Linked DNA regions of Mus musculus: regions 1 and 3 are each linked to region 2. The links are chromatin contacts, called in public ChIA-PET and HiChIP or PLAC-seq maps. All regions are on one chromosome and are shown on one strand. The core of a region is the stretch at or near the end of the contact, and the rest is flanking DNA. Distances in the headings are between cores, read along the strand shown.

The links. ChIA-PET counts read pairs in DNA pulled down with a chosen protein or histone mark. HiChIP or PLAC-seq counts read pairs in DNA pulled down with a chosen protein or histone mark.
Region 1: an RNA polymerase II ChIA-PET map of memory CD8 T cells shows a contact between it and region 2, with 212 read pairs. The contact joins the promoter of Pdcd4 here to the promoter of Adra2a in region 2. A contact is called at or near these places in 3 of 484 Hi-C or Micro-C datasets (all in embryonic stem cells), 2 of 115 datasets of contacts at active chromatin or transcription factors (memory CD8 T cells and pancreatic cancer cells) and 3 of 9 other capture datasets (adipose tissue, liver and pancreatic islet).
Region 3: an HNF4G HiChIP or PLAC-seq map of pancreatic cancer cells shows a contact between it and region 2. The contact joins the enhancer-like site here to the promoter of Adra2a in region 2. A contact is called at or near these places in 2 of 39 promoter capture datasets (embryonic stem cells and stem cell-derived epiblast-like cells), 1 of 484 Hi-C or Micro-C datasets (rod photoreceptor), 3 of 115 datasets of contacts at active chromatin or transcription factors (embryonic stem cells, memory CD8 T cells and pancreatic cancer cells) and 3 of 9 other capture datasets (adipose tissue, embryonic stem cells and liver).

Annotation. Positions count from the first base shown.
Region 1 is chr19:53,902,063-53,904,947 of GRCm38.p6, reverse strand. It overlaps Pdcd4 (programmed cell death 4), which reads right to left and starts at 1,597. Exons shown (of 12, transcript NM_001168491.1): 1 at 1,460-1,597. It overlaps Gm30990 (basic salivary proline-rich protein 2-like), which reads left to right and starts at 344. Exons shown (of 8, transcript XM_030251154.1): 1 at 344-365; 2 at 876-2,885. The coding sequence starts at 344. The coding sequence ends at 2,077.
Region 2 is chr19:54,043,733-54,046,723 of GRCm38.p6, reverse strand. It overlaps Adra2a (adrenergic receptor, alpha 2a), which reads right to left and starts at 1,465. Exons shown (of 1, transcript NM_007417.5): 1 at 1-1,465. The coding sequence starts at 509.
Region 3 is chr19:53,799,319-53,802,433 of GRCm38.p6, reverse strand. The region is part of intron 1 of Rbm20 (RNA binding motif protein 20); the gene reads right to left. Among named protein-coding and RNA genes, the nearest start is that of Gm30890, 14 kb to the right of the region's middle. Within about 2 kb of position 1,658, at least 148 of the 459 cell types and tissues checked have an H3K27ac peak or open chromatin away from gene starts, as enhancers often do. A contact at or near this core is called in memory CD8 T cells and pancreatic cancer cells, where this site is marked.

The DNA of each region.
Region 1 (2,885 bases), core at 348-2,847, 140 kb after region 2:
AAATACTTACCTCAACCTTAGGCAAAACAACAGCAACAACAACAACAAAAAAATCTAAATTCCATTTGCTCCACACTAATCTATACAAAATCATTTCCCATGGGGTAAGGGGAAGCTATGTATACAGCTAAAAACGATTAAGCTGAAATTAACTGTTATCCAGTGCATTTCCTAAATGCCCGATAAATTACTTTGACATTTTGGAAGTCAAGTTTAGACCACATGTTAACTAGAAAATGACCTTAATTCTTCCCTGGGATGCAGTCACATTAATTAGCAACTTGCATTCTGCTAAGAGCACTCTACAACAATAACGCAAAAGCAACCACTACTGAGAGCAACCATGTACATTTATTTTTGCAGCCGTAACAAGTATTTTATTTTCCTCTACTCTTACCACGAGATAGATATAGATATATAGATAGATATCGCACGCATATTATGGATATAAATACGAGCACGAATATATATGCTAGGGCCTTCCCCTAAAATTTCAAACTCTTAAATCAAGAGTATTACAGCTGTGAAGCTATCAAAATGTCTTAAACGCAGCTCGTAGGCCTCACACCCACCCCTCACCCAGGCCCGGAGCCGCATTTTGAATCATTCATAGCAGGTAGTCGACTACAGAGGCTGGTTTACAGAGCCAGTTCCCAAGGAGGGGCTCGGGGAAGATAGGCGAGACCTACATCTGCAGTTCTGAGGCTGTTCAGGGAAAGCAAAAACAAAAAACCAAAACCAAAAACCAAAAAGCACGCCCTCTACGTACATTACAGTAGCGGACAGCCACGGGCAGCAGACACAGCATGCGTTCACAGAGAGGGGGCTCCCTTCTCGGCTTTGTTTTCTCTAGGTTGTATTGTACTTTTTTTAAGGGACCCTGTACAGGAGACTGCAAGGAGGAGTTGGCACAGGGCCGGGAGGGCAGCTGTCCCCGCCCCGTGCCCGCACCGACCGACGCCTGTCCCGCAGGACCCCAACCCTCCGGCAGCGGGCAGGGCCGGCCGAGGCGGACCAGGCCTCGGTTCGGGGCACCGACCCCTCACCGGATCTCCGTCCGGACGACACCCCTCTCCTACCGTCCCGTCCCCCGCGTCCAACTGCGTCGGACCGGGCGCCCGGAGGCTCCTCTCACCGCGAGCGCACGCAGCCACGCACGCCCGGCCGCCGGGGATGGGGCTGCGGAGGAGGGGGCGGGCCCGTGCTGCAGCTCCCCGGCCCGACCGACCCGGCCTCGGAGAGCGAGCACCGGCAGCTCCCCGCAGCCCCGGGCGTTGGGCGAGCGCCGGTGGCCGGAGGGCTCCAGGGCCAGCGTGGACAGGGACCGAGCGTCCCGACCCCCGCGGCGAGGCCTCCACGCCCCCTCCCCCTCCCAACGTGCGGCAGCCTCCGCCGACCCGGGCCTAAGGGACGAGGACGCCGCCCGCCCGAGCGTGCGAGCCGCGCCCACAGTACTGACCCCCTCGGGCCGCCGCCGCTCGCCCGGGTCTCCGGTCCGCCGGGCCCCGACCCCGTTCCTCAGCCTCCGCCGCCGCTGCCTCGGAGCGCCTCTGGCCCCGCTCGCTCTGTTTGTTTTTGTTTTGTTCTACCCAGTAACACGGGGGCGACGGCGTGGCGTCTATTGGCCGAGAGGAGGACGTCCCGCAGCCAATCGTGGCGGCCGAGCTGCAGCCGAGGCGGCGAGGCAGAGCTAGGGGAAGTGAGACGTGGAAATAGGGGCGGGGCTCAGGGGGGCGGGGCGCCGTCGGCGCATGCGCGCTGGGCTTGGGACCCGCTCGGCCACCAGCCAGAGTGGGGGTTAAGTGCAGAGGGCCGGGTTGTGAAAGCGGGCGGAGGGCTGTGCCGGGCTGGGGGCTGGGGGCTGGGGCGCGGCTCGTGGACCAGACCGGCCAGTCCTCTCTACAGGGCGTCTCAGCCCAATTCTAGGGCGGTTGTGGATTTCCTGAGGTCCCCACTATTTCTGGGCGTCTGGGAGAATCTGCAACCACTACTTAACTTCTGCCCGCTGGTCCTTGCTCTCGCGTGGCTCCTGCCGTGTGTCCACGTGCTCAGGAAGTTTCTCGCAGGAAAAGCCTAACCCCTTTGAGATAAAAATCGCTCCCTTTTCCCAGATAAAGAGATACAAAAACTGAAGTCCCTTTGCTAACCAGCCAGGCCACTATGGTGCTTGCATTCTTTCCAAAGCTGGGTTTCTCAACCATGGCTATGGTTTGTGTATTGAATCAGCCCTCTCTAGCTGTCTTCTGTGACGTTTCCTTCTGGCTGCCATCTCTAGCCTTCATTTTGTCTCGGATGTTATCGCCTGAGATAATGTGCAGCACCGTATGTTCTTCCTGTGCACCTGGAAAGTGACTGACCTGCTTTCTCTGGCCATGTTTACCTTTAGTCTGAATGGCAATACCAGAATGTTTCCCTTGGTCTTTTCAGAACTGAACTGCTCGATAGCAACCACCATCCCCTAACGTGGGCCTTTCTACCCCGGCTCTTACTGCCTGGTGTTATCTAATGTTCTTCACACACACACACACACACACACACACACACACACACACACCTTCACAAGCTCCCCACTGCCTCCCTGGAGTGCCTGCTTCTCAGCAGACACCCTAGAGCCCACAGTGCGACTTATAGGCTTCAAGGCTATGTCTGCACACCCTAACCCCTGGATACCCGTCCTCCTGAACCCACTTGGACAGCTCACTGCTCCGCATCCTCCCTTGTGTCTTGCCAGGTCTTTTATCATATCATCTCGAAATGTCTCTCCTAGATGGCCTCTCTGCCTGGTACATCTTATCCAAGTCTCTCAGCCTCCCTCAGTCTTTATCAAGTCTCATGCCAGTATGATCCATTTTCTGAAACCTGATTCCGCGGAGCACCAGCCAGTC
Region 2 (2,991 bases), core at 216-2,715:
ACAATGATGGCCTTGATGCGACGCGGCGTGCGCTTCAGGTTGTACTCGATGGCCTGCGTGATGGACCAGTAGCGGTCAAGGCTGATGGCGCACAGGTGCACTATGGACGACGTGCAAAAGAGCACGTCGAGAGCCAAATAGATCTCACACCACACCTTACCAAAGTACCAGTAACCCATAACCTCGTTGGCCAAAGAAAAGGGAATGACCAGCGTGGCCACCAGGATGTCCGCTGAGGCCAGGGACACCAGGAAGAGGTTTTGGGGAGCTTTGAGCGCGCGACTGGTGAACACCGCGATAATAACCAGCACGTTGCCAAATACTGTGAACAGCATGAGCAGGCCAGCCAGGCAAACCAGCGTCAGTGTCACCTGCAGGGAGTAAGGGGTGGCTCGGGTGCCGCCTCCGGGCGCTTCGGTCCCGTTCCAGCTGCTGTTGCCGGCATCCGGCTGCAGTGAGCCCATGGGCGCAAAGCTGCCCTCGGCCAGCGGCTGCTCCTGGCGGAACATGAACGCGGGTGCTGGTTCTCGTGGGCCTGCTGCCAGCTGCCTTCCGGCCCCGCGTCCGTGGGTCCTCCTCTTCCTCCGGTGCGGGGTTCGTCCCGCCGCGCCTCACATAAGGAAGAGGGCCGCAGGGAGCTCGGGCCCAAGCTGGGGACCGCTAGTGGTCCATGGACTGGAGCCCGCGAACTGGCACCGGTTCGTCCTTCCGACGCTCCGGGTGGGTGCTTTCTCTCTCCCAGCTCCTCAAACACAGCCAAGTTTTATTTCTAAGCGGCAGGATCGAGTAGGGCCAGCTGGTGGTTAGAGATTTTATTCTTCAAGAAAAGAGAAAAGAAATTATCGGTGGCCTGATGATTTGGAAAGATGTCAGAAATTTATACAAATGCATTTAGCTAGTCATCTATACCTTGATTCTTAAGCTGAGCGAAAGCATGAAGTCTTACCCCAAGAGGCAGCGGAGGGGTGTTGGTGTGGGCTCGGAGTCCTAGGTCTGTCTTCTTATACCCTCGAAGAGATTTCCAACTCCGTCGCTACCCTCCAGGCGGGGTGGCGAGGGCTGGGCCGGACCTCCGGCGAAGGCGCGGACTCTGCCTCCTCTAGGAGCCCCACGGGACTTCCAAAGTTGTGCGCTCTGCTGGGGCTGGGACTCTGTACACAGAGCTCGGGGGCGGCGGCGGTGGGGTGAAGGGTGTGGGGGCCGCATGAAGCCGCACCCCCACCACCACCACCTCGGTCCTCAGGGCCAAGCTAGGTGAGCGACCGGCTCTCCAGGAGCCGCGGCGGAGCCAAGGGTGGCTGCTAGCCGCGATCTGGGTGGGCGCTGAGCGCCACAGACCCGGCGGGGGTCGGAGGGCCGCGTGAGTTTTCGCAGGACCGCAGGACTTGGAGCTGGAGGCGCTGGGTGGCTGGGCGGTGTGCGCCGGCTGCTGGGCGTCTGCACGGAAGCGGGAGCCGAGGCTGCTCCGCCGCTCTACGCTGGACTGGTTTTATAGCCCCAGGATGAAGCCGGCGTTGCCGAGCAGCCGGCGTCAGCCCCCACGTGGGAAGTCGACCCTCCTCCGCCCCTCGCGCCTCCCCTCCTTAGGTCTAGAGCCCGCACCCGAGTCGGACCCGGGAGAGCGCTGCCTCTGGGACCCGGCTTTTGGAAAGACGGGTACAGGGAGCGAGGGGCAATAAGAGAGAGCCTAAGGAGTGGGGAGCGGCCCCTGCTGGGAGTTGGCCGTTCGGCTACTAGCTGGCCCAGGAGACAGTAGCAGGCGCCCAGCGGTACACCGATCTAGCTGGGTTTTAGCAGAAGAGGGTGCCAGGGTGCTGGGACCCGAATTAGGAGATGCAGAGTGGCATAAGAGTCGCTGGCGAGCAGCCCCGCCCCAGGTCAAGCGCAGGTGCTTCTGGTGACTGGGATGAAAGGGATCCCGGAGAGGTAAGCGTGTGCGGGTTCCTAAGGAACCACTGGAGCGGAATGGACCAGCATCCACGAGAGCAGACCAGGCCGGAGTTATCCATACTTAGGGAAGAGAAGGCCTCCTATCCTAGCAGCTGCCGGGACTCTCAAGGCCTGGACTCTGCACTGCGCCCCTTTGAAAGGCGGTGGGGAAGGGTCCTGGAGGGGTAGGCCCTGAGCCATGACAGAACGAGAGCGCACTGACACCTGCTGGCCGCTGGTCGTCACGGCTGGAAAGCGACTTAAGGGCTCCAGGCTCCTCTGGAGTCCTTTCCTCCATTTTTCTCCTATCTTGGGGGCAAGTTTGGACTAAGCTGGGGCGGCGGGGGTGGGGGGGGGGGAGGGGACACGGACAGATTTCAAACTGCACTATGTCATGATGCAGAAATCTTCAGGTTGTATAGATCTACCTCTGATGAGAGTAAGGCTCGGAACCTTCTACAGATGTGAGAGTCCTGGATCTTCCTCTCTGCTTGCCTGGCTTTAAACTACTGGGAACCGTTAAGCATTAGTTGAGGCACAGCTACTTTATGAAGAGCGCCATGACATTATAGGTAGATGTAAGCCTTACGCTGTTTTAATCAGTACCTACTGTGTGCACGAATTAAAGTATTACACTGAACTCCACAAATGTATAGGATTATTATGTGTTTGTCAAAAAGGGGTTTCTGATTATGGAAATAGAAAAGTTAACTATCCTGACTTGGTCATTACATACTGTGTGTAATATTGAATTAACATACAGTATCTTACACATCTGTACAATTAAACGTGAAAGAAAAACATCTTATTAGACTCTATCCCCACTTACATGGCCTTTTCTCCTACACCCCCAATACACAGATAAGTACACACATCTGCACAGCATCTGTCGGTGAGGGCAGGGTGCTAGCCAAGAAAGAAAGGGTGTTTTCTATGTTCTCTCTCTGGTGAGAAAGGTAGGAGCTTGGCAGTAGATGGCAAGGTTTCTAAGCACTCAGGCAGGAGTATCTGTCGCACCAGATACACTGTGCCATCCGAACTCTTTCTTCAGACGAGCAGCAG
Region 3 (3,115 bases), core at 409-2,908, 240 kb after region 2:
AAGTGTCAGTCATGATAATGTGATTGCATCACAACTGGGGAGCAGGGGCTATGCTCAGAGACAGGTTTGAGACTTAGAACCATCCTAATTTTACCTCTCATAAGCTAGTCTCTCTGGGCCAGTACTCAGCTTCTATAAGGCCTTAGGTCCTCATCATTAAAAGGAAGACAGATGTATCCAGGCTTGTTCTGAGAGTGGAAGGGTGCATACCGTATTTAGCCCAGTTCCTACCACCCAGCAAGTAACCACTGCTATTATTATTCCTGCCGTTGTGTTATCGCTGCTAATATTATCCTTATCATTGTCACCCTGAGAACAGGCAGCATGGGAGCTCTGCCAACAAACAAGGAAGCTAAGAATGTGGAGATGTGAAAGTAGACAGAAAGGGAAGGGCAGGCAGGGGGTGGGCAGCTTCTGTCAGGAGAGAGCAGAGGTGGAGAGAGGCTCAAGCTGCAGAGATAGTGGCAACAGCCCTTGGGTGACCTCAACCAGGCAACAGCACATTGCAAGGCTGTTGAAGGTCCGTGCTGTGGCCCTGTACAGCGCAGCCACATGCTCGTCCCTGGTGATGTCCCCCTGACCAGCAGACAAGCCAGGAGCGTGTCAGTGCCCAACCAACAAAACCAACTTTGTTCACAGTGAGCACGATGGCTTCCCAGAGAAGCGATTCGGGAATTTAAAACCACTCTTGAGTTCAACTCAGCTCACTTTCCAGACTGTAACAAATGCGCCCTTGCTTGTTTGTGCTAAGATATAAACCATAGTCCAGGTGAGATTAATGAAGCCAGGCAGGAGTTACTGTTCACTGTGGGTACGACTTCACAGGAGACCCAAGTGCAACTTGCAGCTCAGGGGTCGGGCCTCTGCTGTCTCCTGGAAGCTAAATATCTCCTAGATCTTCATCTTTCCATAGTTAAATCTGACTGCACATATGCAGATCTTAGAAGAGTTCAGAGAAGCTCACCATGCCTCCAGGTGAAAGTGCCATGAACTTATGAGACATCCCCAAGTTTTCTACAACACTGTAATTCATAATTTATATTATTTACAATGTGTTTCAAGGAGAACCAGACAGGAGGAGTGCAAAGGCCCCAGATATAAAGAAAATGGGGGTGGAAAGGCTGGACGCACCCTACTGGACCAGTACCATTGTCTGCCCTGACTGCAATAAATGACATAACTACATGGTGATTAAAAGGGGAAAAACTAACTTTCCTGTAATGCTCTCAGAAACTGGGTCAGGCTATGTAGCACAGAGACGGGTTTCAAAATGCCAGGTTACAAAGATGCTAGCTCTGACAATCCAGGTCCTGTGCGGGCTGCAAGTTCGAAATTCTAGCTAAATGTCATAGATCTGAGAAGCAAGGAGTCTCAGAGATCATCTTGTGGTCACAACCCACCTGTCCAACACAGGGAGGAAAGCAAAAGCCAGGGAAGTTGATGAAATACAAAAGTCTCGTTGTTCCAACCCCAGTCGAACTCCTGAAGAGAGCAGAGCCAGGACTGGAGCCCCAGGGCTGGTGCGGGGGTGAGAGTGGAACGCAGCCTTCAGCAGGGGGGGTCTCTTCCTTCTTGGAGACAGGGAGGGCTGTTGCACACTCTCTTCACAAACAATGGTGTTGCTGGATCATCATTGGCTAGGCCTCTGTGACTAATTTCAAGATTACCGGGTCACTGCTGCTAACCCGTGTTTGGGCCTTTGCCACAACATTACCATAGGGTGATTCATATCACCATGACAGCTCTCCGAGATGATTCATAGCATCGATGATAATCCTGCGTTCTCTCTTTTGTTCTGGGCTTTTCACTTGGTAGGTTAATAGGAGTCGCCCACTGCTGCAACACACACATGCACACGCATGCACATACATTCACACACACACACACACACGCCCACGCCCACGCCCACGCACAATCAGTCTCCAGAGGAACCATATGGGTAGTGAGTTCAAATGTGATCATTTCCAGTTTACACTAAGAAGACTATATAGGTCAGACAGTGGTGTGCACTTCTCCACCCAGTACTCAGGAGGCTGAGGCAGGAGGATTGAGAGTTTGAGGACAATCCCGGCTATGTAAGTGAGACTTTGTCTCAAAACAAACAAACAGAAAACGAAAAGCACAAGACCAGGAAAGACATGGTGAGCCACCTGAGGTCATCCACAGAATAAAGGACTTTTAGTTGCATAACTGCCCACGGTCACTAAAGGGAGCGTCTAGCGCTTTATTTTCGGCCCAACTTCCCTATGTGACCTTTAGTCTCCTGTGCTCTGCACTGCTCTTATCAGACAGCGTGCAAGTCTCACGAAGAGGGCCTGGTGGTTTTCTAACTGACAGGGGTGGGACTGCCTTTCCTCTCAGGAGTGGAACTCAGCACGTGCATGAGGGAAATGATAAATCCATGCGTGCAGAGAAAGCAGTATGCGTTCCCCAGCGACCCACAAGACAGGCTTCCAGGGGGCCCAGCCATGTGACATGGTGACATGACAGACAGGGTACAGTCTCCTACACATCCATAACTGTCTCGGGATTGCTTGTATCTGCAAGGCTGTGTTGAACCAGCCTGCAAGTCTGGGGCAATTTTGGCCAATGTAGCCTCTAAGAATAACATACTCACTCTTCCTTTCTCCCATACCCTATCATTTTCTTTTTTTTAAGGCTTTCTTTGTTTTGAAGGGCTGGGGACATGTGGAAAACACATGTCTGCTACTGAGCCTCATCTCCCAGCTACTCATGTTTCTTTCTTTTAAAATACGTTTTATTTTATAAAATTATGCACCAGGTGTGGTGATGCACACCTTTCATCCCAGCGTTCAGGGAGCATAGGAAGGTTGATCTCTGTGAGTTTGAATTCAGCCTGGTCTATAAAGAGAGTTCCATGCCAGCGAGGGCTGCATAGTTAAGACCGTATCTACAGAAAAAGAAAAAAAAAAAAGTAAAAGATAAACAACTTAATTTTGTTGTTATTGATGTTTTGGTTTTTTGAAACAAGGTCTCTTGACCTTGTATACTGGGGAATTAGAAAGGGTCTCAGTATATAGCCCTGGCTGTCCTGGAGCTTACTCTGTAGACCAGGCTAGCCTTGAACTCACAGAGATCCTCCTGCCTCTACCTC